Linked DNA regions of Rattus norvegicus: region 2 is linked to region 1. The links are chromatin contacts, called in public Hi-C maps. All regions are on one chromosome and are shown on one strand. Each heading gives the region's core, a stretch centred on a gene start, on an enhancer-like site or on the middle of the called end of the contact. The rest is flanking DNA. Distances are from core to core; before and after follow the strand shown. Region 1 has its middle 49 kb from the start of Cpo. Region 2 holds the start of Klf7 (KLF transcription factor 7).

What was found. Hi-C and Micro-C count contacts between places; a contact is called where the count stands out from the background.
Region 2: a contact with region 1 is called in a Hi-C map of prefrontal cortex, with 2.7 times the contacts expected there. The contact joins the promoter of Klf7 here to the enhancer-like site in region 1. A contact is called at or near these places in 4 of 12 Hi-C or Micro-C datasets (the A7r5 cell line, the Rat2 cell line, frontal cortex and 1 more) and 1 of 1 datasets of contacts at active chromatin or transcription factors (oligodendrocytes).

Annotation. Positions count from the first base shown.
Region 1 is chr9:72,859,042-72,866,430 of GRCr8, reverse strand. No RefSeq gene overlaps it. Among named protein-coding and RNA genes, the nearest start is that of Cpo, 49 kb to the right of the region's middle. Within about 2 kb of position 3,145, at least 15 of the 93 cell types and tissues checked have an H3K27ac peak or open chromatin away from gene starts, as enhancers often do. A contact at or near this core is called in prefrontal cortex, where this site is marked.
Region 2 is chr9:73,016,571-73,023,959 of GRCr8, reverse strand. Klf7 (KLF transcription factor 7) reads left to right here and starts at 3,904. Exons shown (of 4, transcript NM_001399681.1): 1 at 3,904-4,370. The coding sequence starts at 4,269. It overlaps LOC103690543 (a long non-coding RNA gene), which reads right to left and starts at 3,798. Exons shown (of 2, transcript XR_010054801.1): 1 at 3,632-3,798.

The sequences.
Region 1 (7,389 bases), core at 1,896-4,395:
GATACTTATGTTTGGTGCCCTTATCAGCAGTGAGGAAAATGGCTTCACAAAGGTAGATAGATTTCCCAAAGATTGGAGCTCAAATCACTACGTAGGTAAGATCCTGTGTGCATCTGCTGTTCTTTCCGTGAGCTGCAGCCATCAAACCAAGTACAATAGATCTGAATTTAATACAGAAATAGCCACATGAGGACACACTTCCAGTGGTGGACAGAGCTGGGTAACTGTACTCACAGGCTCACTAGCTGTGTGTCTATGGCTGGCCACGTAACTTCCCTTCGACTTTAATGTTTCTGCCTGCAAAGTATTAATAATACTCAACCCATGAGATGAACCCAAAGATTAAATGGTTAACTTTATATTTCACAAAATGATTTACCCTTATTAAATGTTAATGAAATAGATTATTCTAATTCCTCATATTAGCACTCAAAATATTCAACAGAAGCAAAAAAAAAAAAAAAAAAAAAAGAAAAGAAAAGAAAATCGTGTGACCAGAGTATCAACAGATATTCCTGAGTGCCTTTGAATCAGGCTTCTTTGTGGCATGATTATTTATTCTGCTTTCAAAGAACACTGCAGATATTCCTCTTGGCATGCAACAGGTCTAAGATGGCCTTTCAACCTTTTTCAAGCTTCTTTGTTTATCCACAATCAGAAATCCTTTAGGTAAACCTTGTCTCTATCAACTTTTGGTATGTGCATAGCCTTCAAAGAGAAAGAGTTTAAAAGAATAAATATTATCAGAAGATCCCCCACTCCCACCCCAGGATATAAGCTTTCTGATCTGCTTCTATCAGCCATGCCTTCAAGTTTTAGAAAGGAGGAACAGATACGTCATGAAGAAAAGAATGAAAATACAGTTTATGGTTTGTAATCACAGAAGTGATTATAAGTGAGAAAATTGAAATATCTTTAATTAATTGGAACAAATTCATAATGGGAGAACTTTTGATCTCTCTCTCTCTCTCTCTCTCTCTCTCTCTCTCTCTCTCTCTCTCTCTCTCTCTCTCTCCCTGCCTCTCTATGGAGTTCTAGCTGTGCAGGAGCTTGCTATGTAGAGCAGGCTGAATTGGAATTCACCAGGAGCCACCAGCTTCTGCCTGAGTGCTGGGATTAAAGGTGTGTACCACCATGCCAGGCTAGATGTGCCTTTTCTGAGAATGACCCACCCACTCAAATGGGTGAATTCTTGAAACTGTACTTGCAATAACAGATAATTCCTTTACAGGTCAGAGATGGATAGCTGGCTCAATCTTAGAGCCTGTCAGGATGTTGAATCTGGGGTGATAATCAGTGTTTTAAGAATCTCCCTCTGGGGAAATGACATTCTTTTAAGGTCACCTCGTGAAAAGAGACTACTGTGAAATGAGAGAAAGAGAGAGGTGGTGCCTGGAAAGAGGTAGAAGCCAATGACTCACAGCCACACGAAGCCTTGCTGGGACTCTGTGGGTCCTAGGTTTCAAGTCTCTGTTCCCGTCTTCCAAGAGTGCAGGACTGTCACGTTCTAAGTAAGAGAAAAAAGCATGGATCCTTCCAACAATCCTCATGTTTGCACATCTGAGTGTGTGTTGCTTGTATACCTTTACTGAGATAATACCTATAACGACTGAGTGTTAGCGGCCATAGTCCATCTGTTCTCTTTTGGAAATGTCTGCTGGCGAGACTGAATTTCAGATGTGGCAACACAGGGAGGGGCACAGGGTACCACATAGCCAGAATACAGTTGTGATATCTCCTTATTCAAGGTCACCTGGAGTGCAGCTCCGGTTCCTTTGCACCAATGTGGATTCCGCACGACTAAACTGGAAGCTTCTTCGAGATGACCCCATCCATTTATTTTCACTCCCTGTAGCACTGCATTGTGGTATTGACTTTTCTGATGATGTTTATATAAAGATAGAAAGGAAAAACCTTTCTACTTCAATAATTTTCCATTTGGGCAAAACTTCTCTTGCCTTGATTTAGGAAATAATCACATTTTCTTTCTCTTTTTTGTTGAAACCTGCCTCTTCTCGCAGCTTTGTGTCAATGAGGAGATAGGTTTATTTAGCCAGTAATTTCCACTGCAGAAAATCTTGGGCCCAGATTGCCCTGCAAAAGCAATATGTTCTGTTTTATTTTTATATTACATTATATTTATTTTAATTGCATTCTCCATCTGGTCAAAGATGGCATTAGGCACTGTAAATGAAGAAAAGAAACAAAGAGAGAGAGCTAACCATGATAATAACTGAGATTATTATTTCTAAAAGATCCATCTAGGAGCACAATAACCTCCATGAGTGGGCAAATTCCACAGCCCTCTCACAAGAGAGCTCAGGAAAAATTGTGGGAAAGAAAGAAGATGAAGATAAGCTGATTGACGGGTTCCTGGGTCTTATGCATGGCCAGGATGAGGTTTTGCATTCAGCCCCTTCCTAAGTCAGTTCTTAGACGTGTGTGTGTGTGTGTGTGTGTGTGTGTGTGTGTGAGAGAGAGAGAGAGAGAGAGAGAGAGAGAGAGAGAGATTATAAAATGACTCTTAAGTAACACCTAAGCTATCTTCAGTCCTTTGATTATTTCCAAAGGTGTTCAGAAGGATGTAAATGCTGTTTCAACAAAACTTTTTTTTTAATATAAACTTAAGAAGGAATACGCACAGAGAGAGAGAGAGAGAGAGAGAGAGAGAGAGAGAGAGAGAGAGAGAGAGGAAGAAGAAGAAGAAGAGGAAGAGGAAGAGGAAGAGGAAGAGGAAGAGGAAGAGGAAGAGGAAGAAGAAGAAGAAGAAGAAGAAGAAGAAGAAGAAGAAGAAGAAGAAGAAGAAGAAGAAGAAGAAGAAGAAGAAGAAGAAGTCATTTTCTTCGTGTGTCTTGGAGATGTTTCTACAAAAAGCTGTGCTGGCAATTGGAGGCCTTCCAAATGAAGCCAGTATGACTGCAGGGGCCAATGTGCTACACACAAAATTCTTAAGTCAGACACACCCAGTGGAAGAGAAGGCACTCACAGTCAGGTCAGGATGCTGCACGAGTCATTATCATGGATGCTGTATTGTCTGTTCCTGTTTTAAAATGTGAACAAATTGCAGGACTCTAGGGGAGGGTTTGCACATGAAAGTTTGCCAAAAACAAGTGGGTGGTGACATTCCCAGACTGTAATCCATTCCTCCTCCCACTCCCTGTAGTCTATCACTTAGGATAGTTTATGTTTCAAAAAACAAAGCCTTATTTGAAATGGCTAAGGCAAATAGTGGAATTTTGATTCACACACAGTTGGACTCAAGAGACTATGACTTTAGATATGGCTGAAGGCAGAGATCCACCATATTCTGAGGGGGCAACATGGCTATGAGGGCCTTTTGTCTATTGAGATGTCATATCTTTCTTCCAAGACTGCTCTCTAGCTCAGGTTCCAGAAATGGCTTCACAGCTCTGTTATCACCAATGCCAGTGAGAAGAGAGAAGGGAAGGGGGAGGGAGAGAGTGGGCGAGGAAGAACGGGAATCTTTCCCAATCCTTAATAAGACCAAGGAAGAACTTTTCACCAACCCCCCCTAGGGAGAGTCTCCCTGCATTTATTGTTCCAAACTGGATCATGTGTTCACTCTAAAGGCAATTCGTGTAGGTGTGGAAACATGGACATCTGGAAGCAATAGGATTAAGTCCTGGAGTAGAATGGCATCTGTGCCAGGAATCAGGGCTTTCTCCAATGGGAAATCAAGCATTCTGTCATCATGGAAGAAGGAGAAACAGATAAAGGCAACAAAGTCAGAGGTCCCCACTCTAAGGTACAGAAGCATGGCAGAAACCATCAGCTACCCCTGTTTTACATAGATGTCTCTCATCTTCATCATTTTTACAGAGTGACATAAAGATTGATGCTGTGTGGTTTGAATAACCCATAGACTCATGTGTTACATGCTTGGACCATAGGCAATGCAGTATTAGATGGTGTAGCCTTTTGTGAAGTAGGTGTAGCCTTGTTGGAAAAAGTATGTCACTGAGGGGGTGGGCTTTAGGTCTCATATGCTCAAACTCCACCCAGTCTGGCCCACAGTCTCCTGCTGCCTGTGGATCAAGTTGTAGAACTCTCAGCTCCTTCTCCAGCCCCATGTCTGCCTGTGTGTTGCCATGTTTCTTGCCATGATAATAATGGACTAAACCTCTGAACTGTAAGCCAGCCCCAATTATAAGAGTTGCTATGGTCATGGTGTCTCTTCACAGCACTAAAACACTAACAAAGACAGATACAGTGACAAAAGGATAACTGGTATTTATCAGGTCCTGTGTGTTTTGAGAGGTTTGTTAGTCTCTGTCCTTGAAGAGAGTAAAGAAGGCAGCATTATAATTATAATAAATAACTGTGGTGTTGACCATCTTGGTACTCCATTCACAACCTTTATCTGGCTTCAAAGCCCTTCCCCAGATGCTAGTCACAACTTAAAGCCTCACCATTTCTCTAGGGAATAGCTACAGGCTGATGTGAAGTACCTTGCCTAGCCCCACTCTCTGCCCTGGCCATAAAACTGGGACACAAAATTCCATCCCTTTCTCTTTATTCTAAAACCAATGTATAATGTGGTTTATTTCTAGATCCTCCTGTACTTAAGACCAACTTGAGACCACCTAACACTTTACTTTCTTATTTGTATTTCTTTTCCTCTTCATTTTCTCTTCCATGACAACTTCTTGAATAAGCATCTCCTCAAGAAAAGCATTGCTTTAAGTTCTACAAACACCCGACTTAAAACAGAGTCCTCTGGGTAGACTGGAGTAAACCACAAACTAATAAACAGATGGAGCATGAGTTAGGCAGGAGTCACCTTGGTTCAAGGTGGCTTTGATGAACCAAGGGGTTATGAAAATGAGAAAGTACTTGAATTAATTTGGGCTTTCTGTCTTCAGGTCATCATCATTTCCACCAATGTGACTTAATATAAAATAGAGGCTGTGTTACAAAGGATGAGGATGCCACAGAGGACTAAGGCCATCCATTTACACAGACTCTTCTCTGTGCCTCTTTCAAGGTTCTTTCTCTATTCTCTAGGCTTTGGTAGAGAAGAATTGTAAATTCGGTATTCTTGAACATTATAAATACTCCCTCTTTCTTTCACTCAGGAGACTAGACTGGACTCCAGCATCCCAACTTTTTGTTCAGGAGAAGGAATATTTTGATTGATTCAGTTTTCCCAAGGATATTTTGAACCAATCAATTTTAGTCAAGAAGCAAATCTTTAGGATTCATGTGTGTAAAACCATATCCTAGAGACAAAACCTTTCAATGTCATATCAAAGAGTAGAGATAGTTCTCCAAATATCTAATGAGGGCCCACCACAGTAATGAACACAACATGCCCAAGGAGTATATGTGGATTCTTACCACCCTGGAGGTTGATTTTCACCTCTCCTTTAGCCATCATGTTGGCCAATGATGGAGGCAGCATGGGGATCACTGCTTCCCACTGACAGTTCAACTGGAAGAAATAGCTAATGCGACAGGGGACAGAACAAGGGCACTGAAAGACTTTAGTAGACTTAGTGCCCTAAGCAATAAGATTGTATGTAACCAGATTAATAATGACTCTCTAACTAGATTAACATTGAATTGGTAATAATAGCTCAAAAGAAACATGACTTGACAATAGTTAGCTACAAAAACAAAATCTGGGGATTTCACAAGCTGATTATTCTATGATTTGGCTCCTAATAAAGGTTTTATCATTTCAGCTGCATATGGTAGGGTATTCCACGTTCCAATATGGTATCCAGGTCACAATAGGATGTATAGAGTGTGAAGGAGTCATATACTGAGTTCATATAGATGAGTTTATATATTTATATATAAACTGTAACTTAAAGGGTAGATCCAAAGATACATAAACTCAAGACTGCCTGTTCATGGCACACCTACTTGTTGCTAAGGAACACTGACAGAGATTTGAAAATAAAGGCCATAGTTGGATGAATTGCCTGGAAATACATTTTTAGAGAAACAAACCCAAAAGTGTCTGAAGAGAGATGTCTAGAAGCCATGGAGTAGCTGTGTTCTGGCATTTGGTAAGTTGTCATATGAGAGAAGAAATGACATTGGTTGTTGCTGCTTAAGGGAGAGAACCTTCTATATCTGCTTACCAGATATAGATGGTGTAGAATGGAGACTAGACAGAGCTTTCTTAGAACAAAGCTAAAAGCCTCCTCCCCATTGGCCAGTTTTCATAGTGTGAAGAGGTGCTATGTGGGTTGCTGGGATATTTAAGTGATCCCAAAAATTCCACCAGAGAACTACTAAAGCTGATAAACAACTTCAGCAAAGTGGCTGGGTATAAAATTAACTCAAATAAATCAGTTGCCTTCCTCTATACAAAAGAGAAACAAGCCGAGAAAGAAATTAGGGAAACGGCACCCTTCATAATAGACCCAAATAATATAAAGTACCTCGGTGTGACTTTAACAAAGCAAGTAAAAGATCTGTACAATAAGAACTTCAAGACACTGAAGAAGGAAATTGAAGAAGACCTCAGAAGATGGAAAGATCTCCCATGCTCATGGATTGGCAGGATTAATATAGTAAAAATGGCCATTTTACCAAAAGCAATCTACAGATTCAATGCAATCCCCATCAAAATACCAATCCAATTCTTCAAAGAGTTAGACAGAACAATTTGCAAATTCATCTGGAATAATAAAAAACCCAGGATAGCTAAAGCTATCCTCAACAATAAAAGGACTTCAGGGGGAATCACTATCCCTGAACTCAAGCAGTATTACAGAGCAATAGTGATAAAAACTGCATGGTATTGGTACAGAGACAGACAGATAGACCAATGGAATAGAATTGAAGACCCAGAAATGAACCCACATACCTATGGTCACTTGATTTTTGACAAAGGAGCCAAAACCATCCAATGGAAAAAATATAGCATTTTCAGCAAATGGTGCTGGTTCAACTGGAGGGCAACATGTAGAAGAATGCAGATCGATCCATGCTTATCACCCTGTACAAAGCTTAAGTCCAAGTGGATCAAGGACCTCCACATCAAACCAGACACACTCAAACTAATAGAAGAAAAACTAGGGAAGCATCTGGAACACATGGGCACTGGAAAAAATTTCCTAAACAAAACACCAATGGCTTATGCTCTAAGATCAAGAATCGACAAATGGGATCTCATAAAACTGCAAAGCTTCTGTAAGGCAAAGGACACTGTGGTTAGGACAAAACGGCAACCAACAGATTGGGAAAAGATCTTTACCAATCCTACAACAGATAGAGGCCTTATATCCAAAATATACAAAGAACTCAAGAAGTTAGACCGCAGGGAAACAAATAACCCTATTAAAAAACGGGGTTCAGAGCTAAACAAAGAATTCACAGCTGAGGAATGCCGAATGGCTGAGAAACACCTAAAGA
Region 2 (7,389 bases), core at 2,655-5,154, 160 kb before region 1:
ACGAAACTAGAATTTCTAGGCTATTAAAAATACCCAACAAAACTCCCAATATATGAGAAACCTCTTTGTGAGTTGCTGGCCAATGGAGTCCAAGAGACCTAAACAATTTAGGTTATTTCGGTTGGCCTTGGTTGCCACCCAGAGGTTGAAGGCAGGTGCCTATTGCTGAAAACATATACTTCGGAGGTTGCACCCAGAGGGTCCCAACTAGATCTGACCTGAAAGACTGCTCCCTGAGGATTAGTTTTCACAGCAGGGGAAGGCACCATCCAAGCTTCCAAGAGAGGAAAGCAAGGGCACCCAGCCTGTGAATCACAACAACTAGCATGGTTGGTAACCGCAAGGGCTCTCATCTTGGCCGGCAACCATCAGCTCTCTAATTGGACTTAAGGCTTCTCAACAGGAGGGAGATCTAGTCAACTAACCAGGATCTTACAGGAGAACCCATTACTGCCACTTCATTCGGCCACCTTCTCTGCACACCCACAGATGAGGGTGGCTCTCACTCCTCATCAGTGGAATGTCGCTTTGCTAGTCAGATACCAGAACAGAAAACCACAACTTGTCAAATCCGAGAGAACAAGTAATCTGGGGGTGCCTCCCCTCAGCTGCTATATCCACAACAAAACTCCTGCATCCAAGACTCAGGGAGCATCAAGGAGGAAGAGGCAGAAAGATCCTGAGAGCCAGAAGACTAAAGAAATCTGCTGTGGGGTTGTATCGCGCCTAGACTTGAACAAGCAGAATATCAATAGACGTGGTAACAGAGAAGGGGGAAATCTCACAGGGCCCCACCCTGTAGACAAAACAAACCGAAGGCTGAGAGCAGGAGAAACAGTCTTCTCCAGGGCTGAGCTCCCTATTGGCTAGCCAATACCAATAGGTCAGCCCTAAAATGATAAGCATACAAGAAACACTAAATGGACTGAACAGGTTATATTTACATATTTAAGCATACACCACACACACACCCCTCAAGAGAAAGAGACCATGAATTTGAGAGGGAACAGGAGGGGACATGAGAGGAGTTGGAGGGAGGAAAGGGAAGGTAGTAAATTAAAAACAAATAAAAAATTACAATATCTAAATATGACGAATGTTGAAACCATGCATTTTAGAGCACTTTGTTGCCTACACCCCTTAGAATGAGTTCTTAAATGTCCTATAACATTTTGAAAAAGACCTCCAAGTCTAATTTGTAGGATTTACTTTGTAAAACGTCGTTTTGTTTGTTCATTTTGTAGGCTGGGTGCCTGAAAGTTCCACAGGGAAAGCTTCGACGGCAGTCTTCCAACCCACCAGAGCAATGTCAATAAACACATATGAACTTAAAACCAAAACCTCAATGTTTTGCCATGCAGAGCTCATGCAGAAGCCTTATAAGTCAGACTCTCCAGGACTTGAAGCACACTGCCTGGTCACTTTCTGCTTGTCTGACCATCGTTAATTTATATACTAAGCCTGGAGACCTTCATCTTCTAAGTTGAAAACCCTATGTGGGTGGCATGCTGAGGGTGGAAGGAGACTGGGCACATAGAATGTCGATGTACGAAGAGTGTGATCAACATTTCCCAAATTTCCAAACTCCAAAGTTAAGATATATATTGATCAAAGCTTGCAATAAGCCAGGTGTGGTGGAGCACACCTTTAATCCCTGCACTCAGGAGGTAGAGGCAGGAGTTTGAGGCCAGCCCGGTCTACAAAGATGAGTTACAGGACTGGTCAGGGCTAAATAGAGAAACATTGCCTTGAAGAAAACAACAAAAACAAAATCCAAAACAACCAAATAGAAATAGTAATAGTATAAATATAAAATACAATAATTTAATTGCCTTGAGTCTTAAACAGCAAATTATGTGATCTTGCTGTATCCAAGGTTGCTTTTTTCTTTTCGTTTTCTTATTACGCATGTACACATCTGCATTAGGATCTCTCAATAGATTTCTGCCCAAGACTTACAATCAGATAGCTTTGGGGGAAGAGTGGACAGGGTGAGATCTAACCAATAATTGCAAGGTTTTGCTACCTCACTTTCTTCTTCTAAACCCTGGCCTGTTCCCTGTGGAGACTATTAGTTCAGGTACTATTTAATTTCCTTGCTTAAAGTCTGAGGACAGTGACAGCTAACATTTAGTGCCTCTAACAGTGACATACTATGCTAGAAGAATTGCAAACAGCATTTTGCTTCTTCTAACAAGAATGGCAGAGATTTGCATTCTTGTTCTTGTGATTGTTCCTGGGAAGCAGAGGCCGTCACTGCCACTTGCTCAAGTCATGGAGCTAATCGGTGGCCGCATATTGTAAGCAAGACCTCAATGAATTAATACAGTGAGTTTTGTTCTTTGACTAACGAGAATCTCAGGCACTAAAGGGCAAATAAACCAGTTTTTCTCAAATCTTAGTAATTTATTTAATTTCCTCTGGGGGATGGGTGATCTTTTGTTTTTTTTTTTTTTTTTAAACTAATTTAATATTGTTATCAACAGAAGGGAATGATATGGAGACGATGAAATTGAATGTACAAGGATGTTTCTTGTCTCTAAGTACTGAATTCTGTAGTTATTCCTAAAGTAGTCCAGCTTTCGGTGTATTTTGGAGAAGCCATACTAGCCATTTAAGGTCAAGCAAACAATTGGGCAACTCTTAACCACGTGCATTGCACAGGCTTCCATCTCTGAGCTTGCAGAATCTCGATATCTTTAGAGCCTTGCTCTACCCCTGCTATGCACACTCCTCCAGGAAGCTACTGGATAAACCTCTTGTAAGGATCTGCTAGCTGGCTGCATGCTCCAACCTGCACCCTAATTCTACCTACTCTCCTCCTATTCTTCTTCATGCACATTCTAATATGCTAGACATCAGACTCCTGGCCAGGTTTTAGGCTCCGTTCAGGGGAACAGGAGGGCGATAGGCGAACGGCGACGCGCACGGAGGCGCGCGGGCCGGGGCGGGGCCAGCGTGCAACGTCGGGGGCGGGCACAAACAAGTCTCCGCGCAGCTCGCCTTTGTTCTCTGCCATTGTGAGGCACTTCCTCCTCTGGCACTTCATTTCTGCACCCTGTGGGGAATTCGGAACTGGCTTTTGGGCTTTAGTTTGGGGTACGTGACGCTGTTCTGAGCCTGGCCTCTCCCTTGCTACCCTTCTTCCCCATGCTTGGCAGGAATGCCGAGTACAAAGAGCTACTTGCCCCCGACGGCTGCACCGCCGCTCTACCGGCTACTCCCGCAGGAGGCATCCTAACCCAGGACTGGGGACCGCACCTCCCGATCGGCCACCGCGGCAACCCGTTCCCTCGGATATGCACGGGGTCCGGGCGCCGTCGGCTCGGACGAGCCCTGCAGCTAGGGTCGGAGGCCAGCGCGCAACCCGAGCCCAGCCGCCTAGGAGTCCCGGGAGCCAGCGCAAGTGTCGCAGCAACCCTCCCTAGCGCTCGAGCTCCCCGGCCGGCTGGCGGACTCCTCTACCCCCTTATATAGCCCTCTAAAAATAGCTTGCCTTGTACCGCCTTGTAAGGCAGCAGGGAGATCCGCAGCGCGCCAATCGGCGGCTGCCGTCGGGGCCTGGCCCCGCCCCAGGGTCCGCTCCGAGTGCCGCATTGGTCCTCAGTGACTTCATGAGCCCCCTGTTTACCTTACATGGTCACACGCGGCCTCATGGACGTCCTCCTCCGAGATCCCACGGCTGCGCGCAAAGCAGGGCGGAGGGAGGGAGTTTGGGGAGGGGGAAGAGCAGGAGGAGGAGACAAGGGGGAGGGGGGGGACTACAAACTAGCGAGGATGGGGTTGGGGGTGGGGAGGGAAGGGAAGGGGTGGGGGGGCGAGAAGCGATCGCGAGAAAAAAAATGCAACCTCCCAAAATAAAGAGCAAAGATTGCATTAGGAGCGAACAGCGCTGCAGATATAGATGGCAGCTTCGTGTCAGTGAGTTTGCGTCCCCCTTCCTGATCCACGAGCTGGAGTGATTAGAGCCCTGGAAGGGAATTGTTACTCCCGTGAAGTCCCCTTTTCCTGGCAGTCATCTGCACTGTACACGCTGGATCCCTCTCTCCATCCACCCGACTCACTCGCTCCTCTCTCACCTCCTCTCTCCCTCTCTCCTGCATTGATTTTTTTTTCTCTCCTTTTTTTAGTTGACTGAAACAAAACAAAACAAAAGGGCCACTGGATGTCTGCCTTCTTGGGGGGTGAGCCAGACAGACTGACAAACAAACAGACCCAGCTGAGCTCGGGGGAGGGTTTCTCCTCCGGTTTTGCCCGGCAGCAGCAGCATGGACGTGTTGGCTAGTTATAGTATATTCCAGGAGCTACAACTTGTCCACGACACCGGCTACTTCTCAGCTTTGCCATCCCTGGAGGAGACCTGGCAGCAGGTGAATGATTTAAATTACTTGTGTAAATCGTGTGGCGGCGGCGGAGACGCAGGGGCTGCATTTGGTGTGGGCTTTGAGTTGAAAAACATTTTAATTCTTTTTTTCTTATTTATTTATTTTTTGGCTGTGTGTTGTTTAAAATGTTTTGTGAAACAATCATATGCGCTTACCTCTCCACCCACCCCTAACCCCTTAGTGTGCTGAGCTGAGCTGGTCCTAGCTGCCTGCGTTTCTGTCACCAACACACATCCTTGCGCACACGTTGTCGGCTCGCTGTCCCCCGGCAAGAGAATTGCTGGCGAACTTCTGGGGTTTGGAGGAGCCGGGTGGGAAGGTGGTCGAGCAATGGTTGACAGGATACCACGTTCCTAGATGCAGGAGTTCTGGTCTTAGTACTTAAATCAGCTTTATCTATTTCAACTGGTCCTGAGGACCGTCAAGGGGGGTTGGGTGAGGGTGGCATGGAGTGTTTTTTCCCAGTGATTTAGCGAGTGTCAATTCAGAACAGGAGCTTGATTTTTAGATTATACAAGGTGAGCTGTAGGAAGAGAAGCCAGGTGACAAAAGACGCTTAAGGATATGTACAAGGAAGACGAGATGTATCTCTCTTAGGCTGACAATGCATTGTACATTTCCCCAGCTAATGCCTCCAGAAGGAGCAGCCTCTACTGTGTCCTTGTGTCTTGTTTATTTGTTTGGGGTGTCTCTCAGGTTAGCACCACCTTGGACAAAGGGTGGTGTGTGCTTCTGTGCTTCCCTACTTTGTCTTAGAGGACTAGTTTAGAAAACTCCTAGGATGCTAAAGGGTACCGGTGCCAAGTTCGCTTGGCATCTCAGGGACGTTGAAGCCTGACTGGGGGACAAGTTCACTGGGCTTTGTGAAGTGGAATAAAGAAAGTGCTGGTCAGTGGAAAGTGCTGGGTCTGCTGCGGAAACAGTGGTTTTTCCAGCAGCGATTAGGAGGTGCTGAGGGGACATTCTGCAGGAAAGATGGTGGTGGATGGGGGCGGGGCGGTTGGGGATAGGGGACACCATGGGTGTTTAAAAACTCTACAGTGTGCACCGTGGAAAGTCCAGAAAGACAGTCTGGATTTGCACGGTTCGGAGTGTGAATTTGTACAGTCCATCCTGGAGGAGGAAAAAAAAAACCCAAAAACCCTTGCCCTTGGGGAGGGCCCTGCGATCCTTGGTGTGTGGCTGCTCTTGTAACTTCTCTGCTCCGTGACAGCAGCTTGTTAAGGCTAATGAACGGCTGAGTTTCCTCTGCCAGGATCCAAAGCAGGATTTGCCAGCTTGAGGCTGGGATGTAACAGTTGCTGCTTTAGGAAGCGGTGTTGAGCTCATGGTATAGGAAGCCAGTGGTAAAACGCTCACTCTTCACACTGTGCCGTTGTTACTAGTTGTTGCCTGGCTGGAGGCTGCGGAGTTTTCCTCCAGGTATCGGCTGCCTGTGTCTGTGTGTCGTCTGTGTGTCTGTGTAGGGCATGGATTCCAGTTGGAAGGCTGGGAGATGCTGTCCCTTACTAAACACACAGACAGAGTACTCACATCGATTCTTTAATACATCCTTCCCTATCGTCCTTAACAAGAGCATGTCTCATGTGGGATCTCCCCACATCCTTTCTTCCTTTTTATTTTGATATGAAGTAAGCCAAAATGTTGCCAGAATCTCATTTTCTAAAGCAGCCTTCTCACCCTGTCAGCCCACTGGTGTGGAATCAGTTGCATATTAACTACAGTCTAGACTGGTTAGGGAAGGGAATCTGTTGATTTAGTCAGCCTGCCCGAGGCAGCCCTTGTTTGTGACTAACTGTTAAGCAGTGTTGGAGGGAAGAAAGTTGGCTTTATTTGTTACAACGTTCCCTCCAGATGAATCACACAACTTTGTTTTGGTTCAAGTTTTCAGGGTAGTAAAACCTGCTCCTGGGGTTGGGGGTGGGGGGGCTTCTTTAGAGGAAACCTGCTTTTCTAGATGGGCCTAGAGGATCCAGAAGGCACAGCTTCAAGGAAACATCACTGGCTTGACAATTAGGGGTTGTATTAGATCTATTGTTTCCCCAGAAGCCAGCTCTGCTCTTCCTCTCCTCCTCCCCCTTGTAGAAACCTCTAGCTTAGTTGTTTTTTTTTTTTTTTTTTCATCGCCAGGCAAAGGAATTCTCACTTCCACCCTCTTTCTTATTTCTTGTCTCAACCGTCTCCAACTGCCATCTTCTCTCATCTTAAAACCCCTCCCCAAGTCCACATGGAAACATGACTTGCGGGCAAGCACTTCTAAACAAGGTAGTATGGCCAGGAGCTGTCTGCTCAGGACTGTTCACAGCTGCTCGTGTAAAGGTGACCAGGACCCTGAGTTCCTGCTGATGACAAAACCTTTAGCCTTATCTCTTCCTGCCTCCCCATCCCCACACTAGCCCCCCTTGCTTCTGACTCTAAGGGGTAGTGGTGGTTTTATGCAACTGCTAGTTCAAAATTAACCAGATGGTGAAATTCTGAGACTCCTTTGCTCAAAACAGCTCAAGAAGGTTTCTACAAAAACCCCAGGCAGGAGGAAGTTTCCGATGCTCTTGGGGTAATCATATTTTAGAGGTCAAATGAGGAATCATTATTAGATGTTTTTCTTAAAGTGAGCAATATACTCGGGGAGATGCACACGGCGGGGTGGGGGTGGGGTGCATATCCTGATAATCTAATTTGGTTTCTAGAGAATGGCTCTGAATGATAAGCCCAAGAACATCTGTGCATTGGGAAATTGAGGAGGGACTGTGCGTAGACGTCGCTTCAAACTTAGGCTGTGGGATACTTTGCTATGTGAGCCCATGACAAAGACAGCGATGGAGACAGTGCTTCCTTGTGTCACTTTAACGTGAATTCTTGGGCAGGGCTACTCAACCGGGATTCCAACTCCAAGAATGGCTGGTGTAATTAAAAACCCAGATGGGCATCCCAGAGCCTCAGCTCTCCAGCTCTGAACTCTAACTGCATTCTCAAGCCTTCGGCCCAAGTAATGTCATCTCTGCGT